Regions from separate parts of the Mus musculus genome. Here region 1 is linked to region 2. Evidence: chromatin contacts called from public HiChIP or PLAC-seq data. All regions are on one chromosome and are shown on one strand. Each heading gives the region's core, a stretch centred on a gene start, on an enhancer-like site or on the middle of the called end of the contact. The rest is flanking DNA. Distances are from core to core; before and after follow the strand shown.

The links. HiChIP or PLAC-seq counts read pairs in DNA pulled down with a chosen protein or histone mark.
Region 1: an H3K27ac HiChIP or PLAC-seq map of epiblast stem cells shows a contact between it and region 2, with 4 times the contacts expected there. The contact joins the promoter of Rims2 here to the promoter of Baalc in region 2. A contact is called at or near these places in 16 of 39 promoter capture datasets (the 3T3-L1 cell line, 3T3-L1-derived adipocytes, the C10 cell line and 11 more), 8 of 484 Hi-C or Micro-C datasets (the HL-1 cell line, the N1E-115 cell line, cerebral cortex and 5 more), 8 of 115 datasets of contacts at active chromatin or transcription factors (embryonic stem cells, epiblast stem cells, forebrain and 2 more) and 3 of 9 other capture datasets (embryonic stem cells, liver and macrophages).

The regions. Positions count from the first base shown.
Region 1 is chr15:39,192,786-39,200,369 of GRCm38.p6, forward strand. Rims2 (regulating synaptic membrane exocytosis 2) reads left to right here and starts at 5,501. Exons shown (of 27, transcript NM_053271.2): 1 at 5,501-5,753. The coding sequence starts at 5,578.
Region 2 is chr15:38,931,120-38,938,824 of GRCm38.p6, forward strand. It overlaps Baalc (brain and acute leukemia, cytoplasmic), which reads left to right and starts at 2,790. Exons shown (of 2, transcript NM_080640.6): 1 at 2,790-2,957. The coding sequence starts at 2,790.

The sequences.
Region 1 (7,584 bases), core at 4,251-6,750, 260 kb after region 2:
TGCTATTAAAGAAGTTCATGGTTCAGTTGAGGATGTAGACAAGGAAATTGGTAAGGCATACTGCAACACATGCTATCTATAAGCAGGATATGCACATTGGTAAGAGAGCCTGGGGCAAATAGATGGAAGGAGAAAAAGGCTGAGAATATTGCAGACATACAACTGAAAAGGTAGGCCAAACCGAGAGAAAAGCATTTGAAAGTTGTAGACATCAGAGGGCCAGAAGATTGTCACAGAACAGGGGATGTGTCCACCAACAGTAGGTAAAGACAGAGATGCAGCCAGGACCTGAAACAAAGTTAGTTTCTTTGCATTCATTTCCTCTTCTTTTTCAGATTGCCTTTTCAGGTTCTCAAGTCCAGTTCAAGTCAGTAATGATAAATCTTCTTCTCAGAAAGCAATTAACTGAATACTTGTTGAGGCACCCACCTATGAGCCATGTATTATTCTAGGTGCTTGGGATATATTAGTAAAATTCCTCATATTGTAGTAGATGGAAGTGCACATTCAATGATAAGCTGAAGTGAAAGTCCTTCAATTTACAGTGAGGATACAGTCATCAGAGGGAAGCAAGTACTGGGGGGGGGGGGGGGAAAGGGGAAGGAGGTTGGAGGGATGGGGGGTGGGGCTCTGAAAAGGGTATTAGCTGGGTAAATGTGACAGTGAAAGGAAGCAATAGTGCGATGGAGGCATGGGAGTAGCATGGGAGCACTAACCAGGTGGTGAGGCGGCCCCTGCAGAGCAGCTATGAGTTCATTGGTACTGCAGACAGGAGAGAGCCATCTCACTATTTGACCTGCGTGGTGCTGAGTTGTTTTAGGATGCTTGCTCATTATCTGCCCATGTGGTGCTGGGGACTGAATCCAGGGATGCACACATTCTGACTGTTTTAGTTGCTTTTCGGTTGCTGTGATAAAACACCATGACCAAAGCAATTTATAAAAGAATTTATTTGGGCTTATGATTCCAAAAAAGGTAACAGTCAGCCATAGTGCTAAAGTACAATGGGGAGCAGCAGGCATGGCATAGGAGCAGGGAACAAAGATAGTTTTTATTGAAAGTAGAGAGGAGAGAGAGAGAGAGAGAGAGAGAGAGAGAGAGAGAGAGAGAGAGAGAAAGAGAGAGAGAGAGACCACAGTGGAGATAGGGTGAGACTAAACAGTCTCTAAGCAGCCTCCAGTGATATACTTCCTCCAGTGATATACTTCCTCCAGTGATATACTTCCTCCAGTGATATACTTCCCCCAGTGATATACTTCCTCCAGTGATATACTTCCTCCAGTGATATACTTCCCCCAGTGATATACTTCCTCCAGTGATATACTTCCCCCAGCAAGACTGTACATCTTAAACCTTCCCAAACAGCACTACTAATTGGGATTAAGCATTTAAAGACCTGAGCTTATGCCTCTTCAAATCCTACTTCAGGTACCAATTTCTGTTTTAGTTTGTGTCTCTGTTACTATGATAAAAGTCTGACAAAAGCAACTTTAAGACTTGACTTATGGGTTACAGACTATCATCAGGGAAGCCAAGGCAAGAACTCATAGCAGGAACCAGGAGGCAGGAACTAAAGCAGACACCATGGAGGAATGCTGTTTACTAGTTGGCTCTGCTTGCTTTCTTATAAAACCCAGAATTCCTGCCCAGGGCTATCATTTCCCATAATGTCCTGGGCCTTCTATATCAATCATAAATCAAGAAAACACACCCTCACTTCTTACAGTTTATTTTGATAGAGGCAATTCCTTAGTTGAGATTCTCTCTTCCCAGGAGACCTGAAGGGTTTGTGTCAAATTGACAAAACTAACAAGAACAAGTGACCAACTACCAAGCCACATAACACAATCCAGAGTGCTTCTCATGCAGTGCTGCAAGACAGAATCATCTAGAGCTGTCGGGATAAGCTGTAGACTAACAACCATCTATCCACAGTAGAGCAGAAGTGATTCTGAGTCTTGTGAGGTATCCTTGTGAGGTATCCAGATTTCATGGCAGAATACTGAGGCCTTAGTACATGACAAGAATGTGATTATTTTATAGTTTTATACTTCAGGTATGCCTCCTAATACTTACCTAGTAGATTATAAATAGTTCTTATCATTATGCAAAATGAGAGTTCACAGACTCACAGGGGTTATAAACCTACAGGAACCCAAATTCAGTAATAACAGACAGTTACTTCTAAAATTAAGCAAGAACATTGCATTTTGAATCTACTACAAATGTGTTCACCTACTGAGAGATATGTCCAAGCAAAATAGAATTCCATATATGACAAAGTAAGATACGACTAACATTTCAGGTAAACACAAACTAGAATAAAACGGACATCTCTAAGATCCATATTTTGGGAAAACCAAGCCTTGTGACAATATTTCATTTCATTATGAGCATAGCAACCTTATCTTAAATTGAGTGACTACTTTAAAAGTAGATCACCTAGGCTACAACCCATTTTAAAGCTCTATATGATATACATCATGTATATATCTCTCTGTATGATATAAAAGTGCCAAACTTTCACTTTGTAAAGGTACTTGACTAATGACAGCTGATTTTATGTACTTCCACTTCTAAGAATTTCCTTTAATAAGAAAAACTCACTTGTAGCAAAAGACTACAACAGCAGAATAAAACATATGCAGCAGCAACAACAAACCGCCAAACAACAGAGAATCCTAGTCAGCCCATTCACACTCCTATATCAGTTGTGGCATAGATTCAGGTTCATGCCTACTAGGTTTCAAGTACTGGCACTGTCTTGTCCAGGGAGACGAAGGGGTGGGACAGGGAAACAGACCTCAGAACACTGTATGACTGGCAGAAAATAATGTAGGTCCCAGAAGGTGACTGTCTGCTGCAAATGAACCCACATTTCCCCAATCTGAATAACTGCTTTCAAGTTCACATTTAACATATTTGAAATAACTAAGCTATTTTAACCTCAGAATCTTCAGACTCAGCAGTGTTTGTGTATTCTGGGTTCTGATCCTGTTGGGATGATGATGTTGGCTGGGTTTTGAAGGATGGTATTTTTAAAAATGGAAACAGAAATAAGGTGGAACACTAGTATTTATAGTTCTATCGTCTCATTTAAAGGGAGATTTACCGTGTTCTGGCGGTTTGTGTTTCCTAGGTTAAAGCTGTACGTATACCAACTGTTTGGTAACAGCCATGCATGACAAGAAAGGAGTGTGTGTATAATAAAACTTAGCATTTGAATTTTAGGTAACAGACTCAATTTTCTTTAGAAGTGTTTTCTTCCTTAGAATATATGGCCCCCAACCTTTGCTAGACATTAGTGGTCTGGGGTATTTTCAAAGTGTATCCACGACTAAGGTCTAAGTTCTAGAAGCTGATCCATTTGCTCTAGGGTTAGGTTCAAGTATTTTAAAGTGACCCACGTTTTCGTGTCTTAACTTTAAAAACCATGCATGATAGTCTTAAATTATACTTAGTTTCTAGAGTCTGGCTCCAGCTCTATTATTTACCATACTTATACATCTTCTGATCTTGGTCTTCAATTTCCTATTGATGAGGCTGGATTAGAGATTTATAAAAATTCTTCAACTGTAAAACACTTAAATCAATTGGGCTAATATGATCTCATTTGGTTTGCACAAAGCAGTGAAAGCTAATTTGGATTATGAATCCGGTTGAAAACAGGTGAATGGTAGTAGCAATGAACAGTAGTAATAATAATATGAAACAAAACATAAGCAAACGTTTCCATTTTTTTCTTTCTAGTTACAAAGGATGGGAGAAAAACAATATAGATATTTCAGCTTAGAAATCACAAGAGACATGTAGTGCCGCTTTGTCTGTTCCCAGTTCTCTCAAACTGAGACTAGTCAGATGGTACCTGGGGAACAAAGGAGGGAGAGAGCTTACTACACGTAAATACAATACAAACCCCGAAGGTTTTACTCACCAGCCTATAACCTGGCCTAGTACTAAGCAGTGCGAGTGTGGAAGGCGTGGTAGGGGTGTGTACATACACACGCACGAACACTGTAACCTTGCTAACCAAGCACCTGTCTAGTGGCAGGAAGAGGAAGAGGGGGTGATCCAGATCACCTCAGCTGGCTCGCCCCGCCCCGAGGGAGAGCTGTCTGGGCTGCGCTGGGCTTCTCTGAGAGCCCGCGCCGGTGGTGGCCACCTCCCTCCTATTGGAGTCGGTTTTCTTCTGTTCTTTGACTGAGCCTGTCTCCAGGCTTTCTAAAATCAGGCTAACGCTCCAATAACGACTCTTCTCTAGATTAGAGTGACCGGCAGAAAGGGGCTGAACGGCCCGATTCCTCCGGGGACGTGATCTGACCCTTTCCCTCTTACACCTTCCAATCGCCTCGGGCAAACCGCCCCAGCATCCTGTCTTCTGTACCTCTCCGTGCAGCGGGTACCGACAACCCAGTTTTCCAGAACTTCCGCACTCCCGCCCAGGTCCTTTCCACTCCCTCAGGCTCTTCCCCGCTGCGAGTCCCGGGCCGCTGACACCGCAGGGACACCCACCTGCTCCGATCTTCCCTCGTCCAGGGTCCAGTACCCCGCCCGGGACAGCTCGGGGGGCGCCCGGTCCCTCAGGCTCGGCGCCAGCCACCTGAGATCCTCCCGCCCCCACCGCCCACAGCCCCGCACCCCGGGGCGCCCGCTCCCTCGCCGCCCTGCTCCTCACAGCTCCCCGCCCCGCCCCAGCCGTTAGCAGGGTCCGGGGCGAGCGTCGGCCGAGTCCGGGCCTGGGCGGTTCGCAGGGGACACGGGCCCGGCGGGAAGAGTCGGCGAGGCAGAGGCGGCGCGGGCGAGTGCACCTAGCGGGCCCGCCGCGCCGACTCCGCGGACACTGGGGGCGGCGGCGGCGGGACCCCGGGCGGGCGCGTGATGAGGCGCGGCGGGCGGCCGGCCCCGCGGCGCGCGCGAGCTCACTTGGGTCCGGGCGTTGGCAGCCGCGGGCCGCGGGCCGGAAGATCGGCCGTCTGGGGCCGGGGTGGGGGCTGGGGTCCCCTGCCGCAGCCCGCGCCTCGTGGTTCCCGGAGGGGTCCTCCCTCGCGGAGCCCCGGAGCCCGGTGACGCGCCAGCCGGCGGGACGGCCGCTCTCGCCGCCTCCGGGCGCTCGGGGCGAGTTCCCGGGACTCCCCAGGGGTCGGGCTCGCGGGCAGCGCTTCCCGCTCCGCTCCGCCGCCGCGCCGGACACTCGCGCCCCGGCCCGCGGCCGCCTCCCTCCAGTCACCCCACCCTCAGCCGTCCCCGCCACCTTACTCCACCGCCCTCCCCCGCCGCTCCGCGCACTCGGCGTCGGGGCCTCCAGCTCCTCGCTCCCGCGAACCGCTCACTTGGCAGCCCTTCGCCCCCGGGAAGAAGAAACATTTCCCCGAGCGCACTCCTCAGCCCTCCCCCCTCGGCCCTCCCCTCCCCCTGCCTTCTTTCCTGGGGGAGGGGGGCTGTCGCCTCGGATTGAAGGCCATTGATTTGTATGCATTTGTCCCAGCCCCGGAGGCTGCCCCAGCCGCCCGCGCCCGAGCCGCGGCTGCCAGCGGAGTTGCCTCCCTGCTTCCCTAGGGTGGTTCGGCTCCGCCAAACATGTCGGCTCCGCTCGGGCCCCGGGGCCGCCCGGCTCCCACCCCGGCGGCCTCTCAACCTCCTCCGCAGCCCGAGATGCCGGACCTCAGCCACCTCACGGAAGAGGAGAGGAAAATCATCCTGGCTGTCATGGATCGTCAGAAGAAAGAAGAGGAGAAGGAGCAGTCCGTGCTCAAGTAAGGACCCGGCTCCATCTTCCCGCCTCCCTCCCTGCCCTCCGCCCCCCTCGGCCGCTTCCCCGCGACCGCCCGCGCGCCGGGGATCGCCGCCTTTCCTCCCCGCCGGTGGCGCGGGGGCCACGAGGGCTGCGGCCCGCGGCCGCCAGGGTCGCTTTCTAGTTGTCAGCCGCGGGGGTGTGTGTCGCGGAGGGAGGGCGCCGAGGCCGGCTGAGGTGACGGTGGCGAGCTCGGGGAGGCGGCGGTTTCCCCGGCGCCCTCCGGCTTTCCCCGCGGGCCACTTCGGCTCCCGGGATGAGGCTGAACCCTGGCTCCTCGCGTCCCATTTCCTTTCCCGCCGCCCCCGCGCGGAGGCAGTGACTGGGGCAAGGAATCCAATATGGCCGTGCACAGGTGCTCCCGGGCCGGACCCGGGTGAAGCGCCCAGGCCCGGGGTGCCGGTGCCACCGGGGTCGCTCGTCCCGCGCCTGCGAGGGCCGGCTCCGTCCCCAGCCCCGGGAGGAGCTGCGCTGCCCACGGTCGCAGCGGACAGGAAGGCTGCGGGGCGGGCGAGGGGGCCTAAGCGCGGTCTCGTCTCGTCTCGGGTGGGTGTGCGGCCGCCGCCATCTTCCAGCCCCTCCCCCTCGGCGGGTGCTAACACCCTGCACTCTGCTGCTGTTCTTCCTGTTTGCAACTAGTAAATCTGTAGGATCCCGAGGAGACTCCACTTCCTACCATCGTGGCAGTTTGGGTTGCTCCCTGCTTGTGAAGTTCTACTATGTTTGCTCACAGTCCAGCCAGCGGGGTTTTGGCGAGGGTGGGAGGCGTGAAAGTAGCACCCAAGCATCGGTTTAGAGGCGGTGTAACTTCAGCACCAGGGAACTGTCCAGAATGAGTTTTCCTTTACTTTGGGATTCCTTGTCAGTGTAGCACTGTAGCTGAGATTGTTTCTACAGGTTTGCTTTTAAATGTTTTATGATTTTTTATATCTCGGTTGCTTCTGGAAAGTCATTGTCTGGATCTGTAAAGATCTGTAACCCTTTAATGTTTGTCCAAGTCGTTACTCACTATAAAAATTAACCTGTATATGCCTAAAGAGAGGGAGGGCAGTTCTCTTGCATGTCACCGAATACACTTTCCCATAATCGCTATAGAAACACACAACTAAAAGCGTTGACTTCCTCCTTGAAAAGAAATAGCTTACTGACCTTCACCACTTATTTTGAAAACAGGTTGTTGAATTCAGTATTTTTTTTTTTTACAAATGAAAACACACCTTGTCTAGATGTACATCTTCTCACATTTTAGTGAAGCAGATTTTACATAACCTATGGTAACAAACATATCAAATAGATATATATCTTTAAAAGATACAAGTTCTCACAAAATAATAAAAGAACAATTAGGAATTGCTTCAATACTAATTTTTAGGTTTGAATATTTACTAGGGAATTTGGCTTATTCATGGTCATAGGATAGGAATAAAAAGTTAAGAAATTTAATCAGTTTAAACTATGGAATAATAAAAATAGTTTTTAAAAAAGCTTTTTGAGCATACTCTAACTTTGCTCAACTTTAATCTATATACTAGTATGTGCTAAGATTCTGATCATTACGATTTATATTCAGATATATAAATTTACACTTCTTAATATAGTTGCTGAAAATCAGTGTTGCCAAAATGATGCTCAAATAAAATATGGCTTTATTTCTTTGACCTACATATTTAAATGGAAATGGGGTTTTATTTATAGTAAACTGAAGCATAGTGTTTATTGGCTAGTTAATCTTATGTAGTTTTTATTCACAGTTTCAATATATGGACATTTTAGTGACTGTTTGAGTACTGAAC
Region 2 (7,705 bases), core at 1,540-4,039:
ATATTTTAAAGAAAAGTTTAACAGTTTTAGCTTTTACACTTAGATCTTTGGTTCTTTGTGATTTATCTTTTGTGTAGGTTGTGAGATAGAAGATTCATTCCATTCTTTTGCATGTAGCTCTCTAGTACATTTGTTGAGAAATTATTTTTTCCTTTTGGAGTATTTTGGTATCCTTGTCCATGAATGCAAGAGTTACTCAATATGTTGTTAGTATATTTAATGTAGTGGTGCAAATGACCACATATGTTATTACACATTAGTGCAATCTGCAGTTATTCATTAGACTAAAGAAATGTCAGTCAGACATCCTATTCTGGTTCATTTTGAAAATTAGAAGACAAACTCTCAGTAAGTGGTTGAGTACTAATAATTTAATTTATATCTTAATTCAGACAAAATTACCACTGGGCATGTGTTCTGGATCTGAGCCTAGACAGGGCTTCATGAGCCAGGGTTCCCTCTGATGTAACATCAGAGATTCTTCTCAAACATGTTACCAACCTCTTACACTTCGATTTTCGTTCATTGAGGGAAAATACTTGCAGCCATTTCTTTATGACTTTGGACAGACTTTCTGATCACCTTCACCAGGGATAGCAAGGTGCTGAGGTTGAGGAGCAAACTTGTTCTGCATGTGGCTGCCAGCTACCATTTTAAACTTCTGCAGTCTGCCCTCCTACTCGGCTTCATTTCTAAAATAGCCAGAAGCTTTGGCAAGAAGCCACTGGTCGCAGTTTATCAAGCAGCGGCATGTCTGTTTCCCAGCTTTTGACAAAGTCAGTCATTTGGTTTGTCTCCGGGATGGAAATTTTGTGGAAGATGTTCACATTAGGATGTTGCCTCTCTAGGGGCAGGCAAATTTTAAGGAGCTGGCAAATTTATCTCAGTTTATGATGCTTTTCCAGAATCCACTGTGAGACAAATAAAGATAAGCATTTTGCCCATAACCCTCAGAATAAGCAAGAGCATTAATCTGTTAGATGGAGATCTGTATGTAGCAGCTACATCTATGATCATAATATAAGGATCCTGTGCAGTCTCTAAAGTCCTCTGCCTCAGAATCTAGGGGGACTTTCAGAAATCCATGTTCCTGAGTCTCTACTGAATCAGAAATCTGGGCCAATGGATGTCAGGATTTGCATTTTAAGACACCATTAATGGGTTTCCTAAGCACTAAGGTTGAGAGCAGCCTGCTTGGGAGTTTTACTAGGAGGAAGCACTTGCTTGTACCCCAAGCCTCAGAAAAGCACAGGTCTAGAATTAGACTTCAATGTCTCCTCCTTTACAGTAAGGGCAAGTCCCCCACCCCAGGCTGGAGTAGGAAGAGAGTGGTAAGCAACAGATAAGCAGATGGCACCCAGCATCAATGCAGGGGCTACTTTAGTCACTGAGCATGGATCATGGTTCCTAGTTCACAGGGCTCCTGTGAGGGTTAAAGGGGCAACATGCACAAAGGCTCTAACGATGTCTGACACAGACAGGGTAAGCATTATTTATGGCCTAGCACCAGCTGTCTCTTCCTCACAATCCTCTCTTTAGCCATGTTGGTTACATTCTTAACTTATGACTCACACAATCAGCTAAGTGCTTACCGACTAGCCTACCGAGCCTGGCCTATAAGCTGAGATGTTCTGATAGCAAGCTAAAAAAATGAGGCCAGCCAGGGATCGTTGCCATATGTAACCTTTCTAGATTGCTTAAGAGGGTACCCCAAAAGGTCAGCCACAAACCCCGTGTTTCTGTTGTGTGAATCTAGCTTGTATTTCTTACCAAAATGTGAAAATACAGAAAAAGGACAAAGTAAACTACATTTCCCTCTGTTACCCAGAAGTGTAGCCTATACAAAAGACTGGCTGGTCACTTTCAGCAAATCAGCTGCAGTCATGAGCCCAGGACCTCCTGGGCTCAGAAAGGGCCTGGCTCAAATTCAAAGCTCAGTGAACACTGTCTTGACACTCTTAGTCATTTTATTTTTGAATTTGAGTCATACAAGTGAAATTCAAGGCCCCTGGGTACAGCTTCCTGTTGTGAGCCAAGTCCCAGATGGTGGACGGCCATCTAGACTAGGCTGGTGGAGGAAAAGGGATGGCCTCTCTGGCTGTTCCCTCATGCCCGTAACTCCTGTGGCATCTGGCTGGCTTCTCTCCGCTCATTTGGCAGATCCCTTCTTTGATCCCTGGGCCTTTTTCTCCTACAAATCAGGTACTTGTTGTGTGTCCTGAATTCCCATCTTGTCCTCCTTTTGCTTTTTAGTGAGGTCATTTATTTGAAGTTCTGTGTTTCTTGGCATTTGTTGTGGGAGACACACTTGCTCAGTCCAATAGGTGGAGACTAGGAAAAATTATCTTTGTGTAACCGTCAAGAGAGTGACCTTACTTCTAGGAATTTATCCCAGAGAACCACTAGGAATAAAATTATTAATCAAAAGGAATGTTATTCCAGTAACATCTAGCATTAGAACGTGGAAACAAATATCCAGTTAGAGGGCATTGGTTAAATGATTGCTTGTTCGTACGACCAGCAGACGTGTAAAAAATAACATGGCCGAGTGTTTAATAATGTGGAAAAGTTGCCATCAATGTGTTAAGTGAAAACTTCAAGCTACAAAGCTATTTTTAAATCTTATTTTTAACGTAAAAACACACGTATTCTTACAGGAAAAGATAGCTTTACCAGGTGGAACTTGAGGCCACCTTTTGCTATTAGCTGCCCTTTCTTTGCCACCTTGGGATTGCTTGTAACAGCTGCCATTTGCAAGCCTCTGGTGCCATTCTCTCCTTGCCTCCCCAGGTGTGCTGGAAGACGGACTGTCCTCTAACGGGGTGCTCCGACCTGCAGCCCCGGGTGGAATAGCCAACCCAGAGAAGAAGATGAACTGTGGGACCCAATGTCCCAACTCACAGAACCTCAGCTCAGGCCCTCTGACCCAGAAACAGAATGGCCTCTGGGCCACAGAGGTAGGGTCAAAACTACAACATCAACTGGGGATGGAGAACAGGGGTGGAACTTACAAATCGGGACCACCAGCACTGTGTCCAGGGAAGGAAGACCTCGGGACCTCGGGAATCGAGGTTTTCCACCACTCAATGTAAAAACTTACTGCAAATGCCATTTTAATCCTTTCCTTGTGGGCTGTTGAGTTTTATTTAACTTATAGAAACGAGTCCTAGAGAGTTGCCCTCTGGAGGAAATGTGTGTTGGTTCAGGTACACAGCTTTGTCCAAAAGTCTCCTTGTGTTAGGCAGCAAAGCCAGCGGAAGGAAACAAAATTGGCATTGTACCTCATACCCTCTAATCAGCTGGTCAGTGCAAGGGTCTTCAAGGGTGACTCTTGTAAAATATCATACCAGCATCACCAGAAAGCTTGCTGTTTGAAAGAAGGCTGGATGCGGTCCTGGACCAGGCTGGCATCCTTTGATCCCTTACTTCCCAGAGGTTCTCCTGCTGTGCCTGGCTCCTCCATGGGGTAGGGCTGGGGGAGTGAGGGCTGCAGCCCAGAATGAAAGCTCTGAGCAATTGGAGACTCTGCAGTCTCTTCCTCCTCCTCCTCTTCTCCTCCTCTCCTTCTTCTTCCTCTTCCTCTCCTCCTCTCCTTCCTCCTCCAATTTCCTCATCTTCCCTGAAGTCCACCATTTACTTGAAGGTTCAGAACCCACTGATCCCACCTGTCCCAGCTCTGGCCTCCTGCATCCCGAGGGCACAGTTTCCTACCTAGTGATGGTATTCTTTTTGTTTTTTCTTCTGATCAGTCCCTTACATGGTAGTTTATTTCCCAAAGCACTTTCTTTTTCTGAGTTGATAGATCACAAAAGCATTGTTTTGTGTAGATGAAGACAAGGATCAAGTTTTTCCGTTACAGCAAAGACATTGTAAACATGTACATGGACCTTAAATAGCATACAATGCCATGGGGAAGAATGAAAACTAGCTAAACCCCGAGGTGACCAATTTTATTCCATTTCACTGTGTAACAAAGCTTATCGTTTGCAAGAATTTTGCGATGGAATTCCTTTTCACATCATTAAGTTGCTTTCAGTGGCTTTGATCAGCAAACCAGTTTCAAATTTGTCTCCAAAGTTCATTACCCGAGGAGACTTGTAGAGTCAATCTTTCAGAATCTCAGGTTTCTTAAACATATAGTGGAAATAAAATAATATCCAAAGGAACAGACAGATGGGCCTCCTCTTATAGACTGCGATACAAAGAACAATGGGAAGGAGGGACAAACATGATAGCTGGGCCCACAACACAATGACCTCATTAAGTGGAATGCTAATGGAGCCCAAAGGCTAGCTGGGGAAGGGAGATGGAAGGGTCTTGTATTGTCTACTTTGTGCATCAGCTGACTTTCAGGAGACCCAGTCATCATTGACAGAGTGCAAGGCAGTTTGGGGTCCACAGAACCATGTTCACGAGGTTGAGTGTTCTAGAGAAGGTCCAGATGTCTGTCTCCTAATCCTTCTCTCCATATTTGAGACACAGAATGTGTTATAGTGGAGAGATGGCAGTTACCTGGAAACAGCTTGATCTACATGCTTGTTTTCCTTGTGCCACATTCTGCCCTCCTCACCCATCATTTCAAAGTTGTGTTTTGCACTTAAAAGGGTGCTAGCTCTTAGGCCCTCTAGGCTTTGGAATCCTCCCAACAGCATCATGACCATTTTATAGGCAAGGGAAGTAAGGCATGCACTGTATGGCACAGATAGTACCATATACGTGATGGAGATGAACCTGGTGGATCAGAGCATCACAACGCAGGGCATGGGGCCATAGCTCAGTGGGTAAAGTGTTTTCCTAACAGCACAAACCCTTGGAGTTAATCCCCAGTGGGCAATGGGAGTACTGAGAAGATGAAGGTAGTGAAAGACCTCCGTGGGGATACCCCCACCCGAGTCACGAGATAGCGTGAGTGATTTGGGGTGTTGCCTCACCTGAGTCAGAACATGGGGGAGTCCTCACGTGTGGGTCTTTCAGTTGGAGGGTCAAAGTTCAAAGCTGCAATTTTACGATGGTGAGAAAACAACACGTACACTTTGGATATCACAATTCTAATTTCAAGTTGGGACCTCTTCCTCGCACCTGCAGTGCCACCTTCTCTTACATTGACAGTGGACAGAATAATGGCTTTCGGTCATCCTGGAGATCACCAAGGAACCAGCTGATAGCCCACGGTGAACTGTGGCACTGCAACCTACATTTTCAGCGTGCGTTGGGTTTATTAAGCTATGAACCATCTCCCCTGTGCACCAGCTCCTGGATGATGGCTCTTCTCCAGGAGGCACCTTTGGGAAAGCATACAGCCTCAGCCACACACCTCTTGCAGTTTTCCAATTCAGATTTACCAGAAAAAAATTGTGGGTTAAAGGCAATCCTTACTGGGCCTTGAGACTCTCTTCCTTAATTCTTAAGAGCACCCTTAAAATCCTCTGAGTTCCATCTGGCTCAGATGCCAGGGACTGCTGGAGTGCCAAGGACCCGGCCAGTGCCCATCTGGGGTGAGAGTGAGAGTCAGATGATATGATAAATAACATTGTTGCAGACTTGACTGGTGCTCTGAGGAACCTGGGAAGACATTAGTGGGGATAGTAACTGTTAGTACAGAGGCCCCCTCCAAAGCTCACATTCCTTTCTGAAGGGCGATGGGACACAATGAACACACCAGTGATGGTGAACAACAGGATTTTATGTTCTGAGTCCTCTGTGCTTTATAGCCCGTTGTGGATAATTGTATTTGATGTTAATTCCGTTCTGTGAGGGGCTGCAAACAAGGACTGAGTCAGCACTCAGGTGATTTCCTGTAAACCTGCTTCCCACCTTAATTTGTAAAATAAATGAGAGCTGATGGTTGGACAGATAAAAGGGAAGGTGGAGAGGAAGGTAGGGAGAGAGGAGAAGGAGAAAATGGAAGAGGGAGAGGATGCAGAGGAGGAGGAAGACAAAGAAAAGTGGAGCAGAAGCACATGGCCTGGAGAAACCGCAAGTTCTAAGGGGTCTCATAAGCTGTGGAAGATGGTAGTGTAGCGGTAGATCTGCCCAATCTAGGCGCACAGCATGTAATCATATTAATTGAGTTGTGTTTTCATTGCTGGGGCATATTTGGGTTGGAGATTTACCGCAACAACAGCCCATCAAACAAACCGTATCTCTGTTTCTTCAGTTTCTTCTGGTCCTTGCTTTCTGGCTGGCATCAATAGATGCTAATGGACAAAATGATCGCACCAACAACGATCTTGCAGAAACTGGAACTGACTGTCTCAGTAGAGAGAGCTCTTTATGTACCCTGCTTTCCTTGATTGTTTGGGACCAAATTGACCTCACAGCACTTAATAAGGTGTTTCCCTTCACCCGGCTCCCCACCTGTGCCCAGAAAACAATCCAAGAAGAGCCTCTGCTGCTTTCTGTTAACTAAGGCAGTCCAGGAACTCTAACCTGGCTCCAAACACTTTGATATGCTATTTCTTCAGGCTTGGATCTCACCTCCTCCATTAAAAGTCAAAACAGACAGAGCTTCCCCAGGCCAGCTCAGCAGGCAAGGTGCTTACTGCCAAGCTTGTGCTTGAGGTCAGGAGCCTATGTAGTAGAAAGAGAAAGCCAGTTCCTGCAAGCTATCCTCGGATTCACACAGGTATTGGATAGTACACACGCGAAGTAAAGCAAAATTCTCAACTGGGGCTGGAGAGATGGCCCAGCAGCTCAGAGCATTTGCTGAGCTTGAAAAAACCTACGTAAAGTTACCAGCACCCACCAGCTTTACCACTGTGGGAGCCACAGAGGTCCTTGTGTTCACAGATGAACACTAGGGGAACCAGGAACGCTAAATACACAGGGTTGTTTCTCCAAAGGAGAGATGTCTAACCTGTTTTCCTTCTCCACGGTTGGGAGTGGGCGTGGTTAATAGCATGGTGACCTTTGTGCTATTTACGTGGCTGAGACCACGCAGGACCCTCCCCACCCCCCACACCCGGTCGCTTATCTTGAGCTTGCTTTTCTCAGAGAATCTATAGAACCCATCTATAGATGCCACATGTACTTTACAAAGAGTTTCAGTGTTCTAAGGTTTGTTGTGCACACAGGATTGAATTAATTATCACCAGGAAACTTTTTTTGCCAAATTGGGCTGTGCACATTTAATATGCCTACAATAAGCTACTTGGGATCTCAAAGTTTGAACCTACACTGGCTACTGAGTTGTACTGAACTGAACTGTCATCTTGCTTGGCTAGCGTGCTCGCACTCCCCCTCCCCCTCCCCCAAAACATCCATTAACTCCAGTTCCAGGGAATCTAACACTCTTCTTACCTCTGCAAGGGCATGCGCGGAATGCATAGAGGCAAAACTCTCATACCTGTGAGATAAAAATAAACAAATCTAAGCAAAGCAAAACAAAAGCCCCTCAAGTATCAGCGGTAGGCAGAATATCCACGTGAATGCAGCTCTTGGCAGTCAAAGCCCTGAGCCCGTTGCGTGAGCAGCCTGTGCGCAGGGCTTTGTGTCTCCAAAGCTGCACAGTCTCCAGTTGCTTATTGTTCTTGGCAAAGTGACGAGAAGCTAAAGGAATTACCCATTGTCTGGGTTAATTCTCAGCTAAGGGACTGCCTCCAAAAGTCCCAGCCCCACTGTCTAGCCAACAATGGTTGGCAATGTGTGGCCCAGTGTAGGAAGGATGGGTGAAACCCCACGGACTTCAAAGGATAGGGTCGGCGGC